Regions from separate parts of the Mus musculus genome. Here all the other regions are linked to region 2. The links are chromatin contacts, called in public HiChIP or PLAC-seq maps. All regions are on one chromosome and are shown on one strand. Each heading gives the region's core, a stretch centred on a gene start, on an enhancer-like site or on the middle of the called end of the contact. The rest is flanking DNA. Distances are from core to core; before and after follow the strand shown.

Region 1 (2,741 bases), core at 84-2,583, 590 kb before region 2:
AGGCCCTGAGGTTCCTGGCCAAGCATGGTGAGTGGCCACACAGAACAGCTACCAAAGACCTCAGAGGTCAGCTGGGAGGGGAAGTTGCACTGGGGTCATCTTGTGGCATCCTCTGATCCAGAGCCCCACAGGGCTGTGTGGAGGACTCTTAGGCCAGGTTTAGGTTCTGTAGAGCTATGGAGAGATGCTGCTAGGTGCTTCCTGTCTTACTATCTCAGATCGAGCTCAACATCCTCCTTTCACAAAAGAGGAATCTGAGGCCTGCAAAGGGGAAGTGACTTAGCTACGGAATTAGCTGTAGAGCTATCTAGATTCTTGGACTCTTGATGCCCAAACCACTACACATCACACTGCTGGGACAGAAAGACCTCAGATGGAGATCACATCCTTGTTTTGCAGGTGATAAAAACCAAGGAAGGACCAGGGTGGGAAAGTGATTTGTCCAAGATCACACAGTAGGTTATTGATACAAATGGGATTTGAACCCAGGTCTCTGCCCTAGTTTCCCCCCCCCCCCCCAAAAAAAAGAAAAAGAAAAACAACAACAACAAAACAAAATCAAAAACAAAAAAAACCGTAACAGGAGAAACTAAAACCATACTGCTTGCACCATGATGTTGCAGTAGCAAAGACCTCAAAAACATGAATAAAAACTGAGTATTTTGACAACCCACTCCAAGCTCTCCTGCGATTGTCTTTCCCTCTCAATGGAAGGAAGTTCTGTCTGGAGAACTGGAGAGGCCGAGACTATGCAGAAGTGTTGGGGCTGTGCTGCAACAAACCAGTGAGGACCTACTGTGTGTCAGGCCTCCTGCTAAGCATGGACCTATGACAGATAGGTAGAGTGTGGCCCAGGGGACCCATCCTAACCCCACTGTATACTTGAGGGGATCGAGGCTCAGACAGGTTAAGTGATTGCTCACTGTAAGAGCCTGGATCTGACCTGTGTCTGCCTCTCAGCCTAGGAGATGGACCCTGGGCCTGACTAAGGCTCTTAGCCAGGGATGACTGCAATGAACACTCTGACAACTCAGTGGAGTCCTGGAGCCCAGGCCAGCAAGCTGTGCTGAGGGCAAGGGTGCAGTGGGTGAGGGGGACCTCCTCTCCAGGCAGTCGCCCTCTTCCCTGCCGATATTGAGGCAGGGACTGCTCCCTTCATGGGGAGTTAAAGCCAGTTCCTATACAAATATTTTCCTTATGTGAGCAGGCTGCTTTGCTCAAGCCTAGGCCTGCGGGGGAGCCTAAGCATGAGGCCCAGGGGCTTGTTAAAGGTGTCCCTATACTGTTCCTCTGAGGGAAGGGACAGTCTCTGCCCTGAGCTCTGTCTAGACAGCAGTGGCTTCTGAGGCTGGTGCTATGTTTCTGTTATGTTATTTACACCTCACCCTAAACAGGAGAGGGCAGGACTATGACTCTTGACTAACAAGCAGGTAAACTGAGGCTTCTAAAAGCTGTCTAAGGCCCCAGAGCTTGGGAGTCATGGTACAGAAACTTTCATGGTCCTGATGAGCCCTCAAGGCCTGGTGCTCTTCTCAGAAGGCCAGGACAAGTCCTCCGCTGCTGAAAATGAAGTCATCGGAAAGGGTGAGAGGAGCAGATGGCTCTGACAGAGGAGCTGTGGCTGACACAAGCCTTTGATCTCAGCCTTTACTGAGCTATCTCAGCTAATCTTCGTCTACAGTGTGGAGCCTACAGAGAAATCATGTGCACACCGGTTTGCTCTCTCACTCCAAGAGATGCAGAAGATGTAAAAGATAAGATGATGGCAGGAAGCTGCTACCAGGCTTCAGCCCCCTTCCTACAAGCATGGCTCAGTGTTTAGTTTCTTTTTTAAATTTATTTTCATGATTTTTTTAAAGTGTGTGTGTGTGTGTGTGTGTGTGTATGGGTGTTTGTGTGTGTGTGTGTGTGTGTGTGTGTGATGTATAACTACCCACAGATATCAGATCTCCTGGAGCTGGAGTTACAGGTAGTTGTGAGCCACTGTGGGTACTGGGAACTGAAGCCCGTGTCCTCTGTAAGATGTGTACATGGTCCTCACCAGTTAGCCATTTCTCCAGTCCCTCCATGGTTCCTTAAGAAGATAGCAGAAGCCAGTTCTTTCCTATTTCAGATGGAGAACAAAACAAGCCCAGGACTGGGGTTGTGGCTCAGTTGGTAGTGCTTGCTTATCCTATACAAAGCTTTGGGTCCAATCTCCAGCACTCTAGAGTTAGAGGCAGGAGGTTCAAAAGTTCAAGGCCATCCTTGGCTACATATGGAATTCAAGGCGAGCCTGGGCTACATAAGATGATGCCTCAGACCAACCAACCAACCAACCAACCAACCAACCACAACCAACCACAACCATCAACCCCAAATCCAACTAACAGTCAGTAGGATTTCCTTTAAGGAGCTTTGTACCTAGCTGGAGCTGCTGCTGCTGCCAGGGCACACAGCCTAGGGCCCGTAGTGAGGGCTGAAAGCCTAGTCTAGAATACATCTTCCGACCATACATTCAAGTGTAGCTTCACATCTATGAGTGGGTTATCCTGAGTCCTCTCATGTCCTGTGTCCTGGTCTGTGATGAAAAACTTGGCCTCTCAGGACTCCATATGGATTCAGAGAAACAGGGTAGACGAGGTTTTGTGACAAGGAACTTACCTTAGCTCTGACGTCTGATGGGTCCTCCTGGATTCAGGCAGTAGGCATGGCCCAGCCTACTCACCCAGTGGTTAGCTTGGAGGTGCTCACCACACAGT
Region 2 (2,700 bases), core at 47-2,546:
TACAGTGCTGGCAGTCTTACAATAAGGGAAACCGGTGATGGGTGTTATGTGTCAATCAGTTGTAGTCTGCTGATCTGATTAGAAGCCTTGACAAATGCCTGATGACGATTGCAGATAACTGCCAAGCATATGGGGATAATACAGTAGCCCACTGTTTTGGGATCCGCTCTCGTACAAGAATAAAGGAACAAAAACATCTGTAAGTACGGAATCAAGAAAATAATTGTCCACAACCAAAAGGGCAGGGAAAGTAACCGAGCTTTCAAGGAGTGTGTCCATGTGGTTCCTTCCCGAGGCTCCTCAGGGTGCTGCAGAATGTGTTCCAAAGCCAACCTGTTGTAAGTCTCATTGATTTCAAAAACATAATAAAACGCTGCTGCACTTGCTAGCAAATACAGTCCCACTCCAATCCATCCCATCCGCTGACGGAAGTTCATCATTCTCCATGCTCTGTGCCTTCAATGCAAACACAGAAAAATTATTGTTAAGGTCTAATAATGTTGCCATGGCAACTATTCCAAGTGCACATGATTTAAATTCAAGAGTTCTGAAAAGCACGAGCATTTTAAGATTTAACAGCTGTAAACAGCTTACAGGTGGTTTTATATAACAGTTGTAAGCACATAAAAATACTGGTTTCAGTGTCTACTGAGTGCTGTTATTTATGTGAACCCCAGAGTGAATGAATCATCACTTCTTGCTTGAGTAGACCCAGTACACCTTCGTTTCAGATAATGAAACATCTAGTTTCCCCACAGGACGTTGCTCTTGACAGTTGAAATGCTTTCTGGCTTAACACTATTTCAGACGTGGGCACTGGGTTGAGTTCTACTCGTTAAACCAACGTCGGAGTCCCCAAGTTAAGACGGTAACTCTTTCAAACACTTACAGTGGTCCCGAAAATCTTCCTGTTCCCCCTGCAAGCGAGCAAGAGTCACTCAGTTCTGAACAGTCAGGTGCCTTTGGCATTTCAGAACAAGCCACCTTAAGAGAAACCCTCTGGGTCGCGCAGCTGAAGAAGGTGAGCGCGGCGGCGGGAGCACGAGCTAGTAGTGATTAAGCTCAGCGTGACTACGGCTGGTCACGCGGCGGCGGCGGGCCCCGTCGCCCTCCGGAGCCCCAGGCGGGGGGAACCACCTGGAGATGCCGGGCCCGCCCCCCACTGCACCCGCCGCCGAGCTGAGCTGGGCAGTGGCGCCAGGCTTGGCCTGCAGAGGCCCGAGCTCGGCTCCCGGCCGGACGCCGGGCCAGCCTGACAGCCAAGCCGAGCAGCCCCGGGTCTCACCTTCCTGTCCTGAGTGGCCCGCCCGCTCGCAGTCCCGGATACCGCCGCATTCAGAGCTTCCGTCTAGGGCCGGAAACGCGCGCCGGCCTCTCATGACGTCAGGCTGTCAGCTTCGCGCCGCCTCCAGAGGCGGTTGTCTGTTCCCTGAGGCGTTTGCTGCGGTCGTTCTTCTGCCCTCGGCCGGGAGGCGGGCGCGGGGAGCCCGGGTCTCTCCTAAACCCCGCAAAGGTCAGACGTCCTCTCCGGGACCCAAGCGATGTATCTACGGGCAGGTGATCCTGATGGCGTTCGTTTCTAAGCGCCTGTGGCGGGTGGGCGGAGGAACTGCTCGGGAGTCAGACACGGTTAACTTAACGTGGATGCTCTGTTTTCTCAGGCTCCCGGACCTCTGCGTGTTAAAGAGACGAGCACGCACATCACTGTAAGCGGCGGCGGCGGCGGCGGCGCCCTGGTCGAATTAGAATTTAAATACTCTGAGCACCATGACACTGAGACTTCTAGAAGACTGGTGCAGAGGGATGGATATGAATCCTCGGAAAGCACTATTGGTTGCCGGCATCCCTCCGACCTGCGGAGTGGCAGACATAGAGGAGGCCCTGCAGGCTGGCCTTGCTCCCTTAGGGGAACACAGACTGCTTGGGAGGATGTTCAGGAGGGATGAGAACAAGAATGTAGCCCTGATTGGGCTTACAGTAGAGACTGGCAGTGCCCTGGTCCCCAAGGAAATACCTGCAAAAGGAGGTGTCTGGAGAGTGATCTTTAAGCCTCCTGATACTGATAGTGACTTTTTGTGCAGATTAAATGAGTTTTTAAAGGGGGAGGGCATGACGATGGGTGAATTAACCAGAGTTCTTGGGAATCGGAATGACCCTCTCGGCCTAGACCCGGGCATAATGATCCCTGAAATTCGAGCACCCATGTTAGCACAGGCATTAAATGAGGCCCTTAAGCCTACCCTGCAGTATCTGAGGTACAAAAAGCTGAGTGTGTTCTCAGGCAGGGATCCTCCAGGACCAGGTGAGGAAGAATTTGAATCTTGGATGTTTCATACTTCCCAAGTAATGAAAACATGGCAGGTGTCAGATGTAGAGAAAAGAAGGCGGTTGATAGAGAGCCTTAGAGGTCCAGCATTTGAAATTATTCGAGTCCTCAAGATAAACAACCCCTTCATTACAGTTGCAGAATGCCTGAAGACGCTTGAGACAATATTTGGGATTATTGATAATCCTAGAGCATTGCAGGTCAAATACCTTACTACTTATCAGAAGACTGATGAAAAGCTGTCTGCCTATGTTCTAAGGTTGGAGCCTTTATTGCAGAAACTGGTTCAGAAAGGAGCAATTGAGAAAGAAGTTGTGAATCAGGCCCGTCTAGACCAAGTCATTGCTGGGGCAGTCCACAAATCAGTTCGAAGA
Region 3 (2,700 bases), core at 106-2,605, 570 kb before region 2:
GGGGCCAGGCCCACCTCCAGCCCCATTGGGTAGCTGAGAGTGGGCCTTGGCTCCTCCCAGAACGAGGCGGGCAGCTGTCTCTTCCTCATGGGAACCTGGCCGGGTCTAGCAGCCTCTGGATTCAGCCCCCGGAAGCCCTGATCCTTAGAAAGGCATTCCTCCCTAAAGGGGGTCCCCAGGGCCTTTTCTGTGCAGCTCCCACCCCCACCGGGGCTGGATTGGGGACAGGGATGGAGGGGTGGCCGTCCAGGCCTCTCTTCAGGTCCCCTCTGCAGGTGGGGCTCTGCCACCCTGCCAGGCAGGCCCCTAGGGAGCCGCGAGTACTTCTGAGAGAAGCGCTTGAGTTGCTTCTGCAGGTACTTGCGATGGTCCACAGAGCGGCGGCAGGGTGCGGACTTGTCCAGGGCCGCCTTGATGTCACTGGACGCCAGGTTGACAAAATTCAGAAGCATCTTCACGTCACTGTCAGCTGCCATCACCACGAGAACTGTGCAGGGCTTTCCATGAAGAGCATGGGCTCTGGAGGAGCGCACAGGGCAGACCTAGGGAACACAATGAATGCAATAGGCAGCAGGAGTCTCTCCAGGGCAGTTACGCCTTCCCCAGGGCCACCAGGACCCAATGCACACATCCTCCATTCTTCTGTCCCAAACAGAATCCACAATGGGGCTGGTGAGTCGTTATTCAGCACCTTTTGACTATCTGAGATGAGACAGGTGTCAACTATCTCATTCAGTCTTCTGGGGCCTGTTGCCCTCTTCTGGAAGTCAAGGCTCAGAAACTGCAAACACCTTGCTCAAAGCCACCCAGCTACAAGTGGCATTGCTGGGGCTACATTCCCAGTTGGTCGCATCTCCCACACATCGTGAAGGCCAGCGCGCACGACTCACCATTCAAGTTTTTATTTTCAAAGCCAAAGAAATCCTCTAAAGAAGGCCAAGCCCCCTTCCCCCTCCTTGGTGGTGGCCTTCCCCTCCCACCACCCCGCCCCCTCCGCAGTCCCCACGCTCCACCCCCAACTCTCACACAGGGCCAGGCAGGATCTCTGTCTAGCACTTAATCTAGACCTGCCTTCAAGGCTCATCCCTGCCGGCCGCAGGGACTCCCCTGTAGAAGCATCTGCAGCAATTTCATGCCTCCTCGGCCACCACCCACAGTACTGTGCCCCTCCCCCAAGGCTCTAGTCCGCTCACGCCCTGCCCTCCACCCAGCCAGGCCAAACCACTTGGGACTCCGTACTGACCGAAGGTGAAGGCCAGGGCCCCCCGCCAACGTGGCCGGCAGGTTCCCCACCGTAGACCCCCGCAAGCCTGACGAGCTGGCGTGCAGTGAGCTCCGTGCAGGCTGAGAAGCAGTTGTGCACAGCCCTTGAGTGGGCTGAATGGAGGACAAGTCCGGAGCTGGGGGGCCCTCAGGCCAATCAGGAGCGCCTCTCCAGATACAAAGCATCCCAATCAGGCGGCGGAGCCCCGGTCCCACATTCTTTGCCGTCACAAATTGTCACCATGGGGACCATCACAAAAAAAGACAGCTCCCAAATGCAATCATTTCCCGGTAAATTTCTACCCTTCAGCCCCACTTTTCTCCAGTCTCCATACCCACTCCTCCCCTTGACCTCAGTAACCTGGTTTCTTGAGGTGTGTGTGTGTGTGTGTGTGTGTGTGTGTGTGTGTGTGTGTGCGCGCAAAAAGTATTCAGGATCAAGGAGGGCTGGGCACAGTGAGACAGGCACCCAACCTTCCCCAGATACTTCAGGTCTCCAGCTGCCATGCTCCAGTGCAGACAGACAATCGGATGGGGTAAGCCGGAGTGGGCTGCTTTTCCTCTGCCCTTGAGTGTTGAGTGTGCATTCTCTGACTCTGTCTCTGGCCTCGTGTCTCTCACCTCTTTCAACCGTCCTTCCTGAAGGGTCCCCCTGGGATGGATTTGAGAGGTGCACTGATGTGGGGAAAGGTAGCCCTGGCGGGCTGGCTGAGGGGTGCTGGGATATCCATGGGAAGGGAGCCGAGGCTCTCAGGAATCTTGTCTTTATGTTTGCTTCCTCAATTGAGCTGCACAAAGCCTGAATTGCCCATTCAGTGCGGCCGGACAAAAGGGTGGCGTTGCACGGTCCCCTTGCGTTTGTAGTCAAACAGTTAGGGACTTAAATCGAGTCGTCATGATGGAGAAAGAGGTGGACAAAGCCCATAGAATTGCCATCAGCAAACATTTTCCTGTGTCATATTAGCTAGTCTCCATGGCTCCCCCTGGCCCAGGGACAATGGCACAAGTTTGCACACTTGGCTACTGTCACCGTGCCAACGCCGGCAGGGCTGCAAGCAGGGCCGCTCAGTTGGAGCAAGTGAGGGAGCCCAGGCTGCCGTGGCCCTGCCCATCAAATGCCCAGAAAGAAGGTGAGGCTGAGAGCAGCCCGGTGAAGGAGAACTGTCTGGGAAGTGCTCCCGGGCAGGGTCTCCATGCTAGCCAGCTCAGTGGACCCCCGCAGGTCCACTTTCCTCCCCTTTCCCTGTCTTTCTGTCATCTTCTTCTGTCTCCGACTGCATAGTGGCCCACAGCTTCATACCACAGGCATGGTTGCATACCCTGACTTAGGAGTGGCACCAAGAGACATCTGCTGTAGGGATGAGGCACCTGTCTAGAGTAGCCCTAAGTTCCCTCCTCTGGAGGAGACGGCCCAGGGCTAATGAGCTGCAGCTCTAA

Evidence for each region. HiChIP or PLAC-seq counts read pairs in DNA pulled down with a chosen protein or histone mark.
Region 1: a contact with region 2 is called in an H3K27ac HiChIP or PLAC-seq map of thymic regulatory T cells, with 4 times the contacts expected there. The contact joins the enhancer-like site here to the promoter of Tmem251 in region 2. A contact is called at or near these places in 3 of 39 promoter capture datasets (cranial neural crest, hippocampal neurons and pre-B cells), 7 of 484 Hi-C or Micro-C datasets (CD4 T cells, the G1E-ER4 cell line, the HL-1 cell line and 2 more), 10 of 115 datasets of contacts at active chromatin or transcription factors (the SCID.adh cell line, T-cell acute lymphoblastic leukemia, cardiomyocytes and 7 more) and 2 of 9 other capture datasets (adipose tissue and liver).
Region 3: a contact with region 2 is called in an H3K4me3 HiChIP or PLAC-seq map of embryonic forebrain, with 7 times the contacts expected there. The contact joins the promoter of Fam181a here to the promoter of Tmem251 in region 2. A contact is called at or near these places in 3 of 39 promoter capture datasets (hippocampal neurons, neural stem cells and pre-B cells), 1 of 15 datasets of contacts at CTCF or cohesin (pro-B cells), 11 of 484 Hi-C or Micro-C datasets (the 63-12 cell line, B cells, CD4 T cells and 7 more), 9 of 115 datasets of contacts at active chromatin or transcription factors (T-cell acute lymphoblastic leukemia, bone marrow-derived macrophages, embryonic forebrain and 5 more) and 1 of 9 other capture datasets (pancreatic islet).

The regions. Positions count from the first base shown.
Region 1 is chr12:103,330,578-103,333,318 of GRCm38.p6, reverse strand. It overlaps Asb2 (ankyrin repeat and SOCS box-containing 2), which reads left to right. Exons shown (of 10, transcript NM_023049.1): 6 at 1-27. Among named protein-coding and RNA genes, the nearest start is that of Gm15523, 4.9 kb to the left of the region's middle. Within about 2 kb of position 1,333, at least 44 of the 459 cell types and tissues checked have an H3K27ac peak or open chromatin away from gene starts, as enhancers often do. A contact at or near this core is called in the G1E-ER4 cell line, the SCID.adh cell line, T-cell acute lymphoblastic leukemia and 2 more, where this site is marked.
Region 2 is chr12:102,742,356-102,745,055 of GRCm38.p6, reverse strand. Tmem251 (transmembrane protein 251) reads right to left here and starts at 1,296. Exons shown (of 2, transcript NM_177140.4): 1 at 890-1,296; 2 at 1-456. The coding sequence starts at 969. The coding sequence ends at 45. Gm20604 (predicted gene 20604) reads left to right here. Exons shown (of 2, transcript NM_001142939.1): 2 at 1,662-2,700. The coding sequence ends at 1,684. Moap1 (modulator of apoptosis 1) reads left to right here and starts at 1,395. Exons shown (of 2, transcript NM_001142937.2): 1 at 1,395-1,513; 2 at 1,662-2,700. The coding sequence starts at 1,768.
Region 3 is chr12:103,313,614-103,316,313 of GRCm38.p6, reverse strand. Fam181a (family with sequence similarity 181, member A) reads right to left here and starts at 1,355. Exons shown (of 2, transcript NM_001195726.1): 1 at 1,244-1,355; 2 at 1-542. The coding sequence starts at 476. Gm29508 (predicted gene 29508) reads left to right here and starts at 1,545. Exons shown (of 3, transcript NR_136894.1): 1 at 1,545-1,799.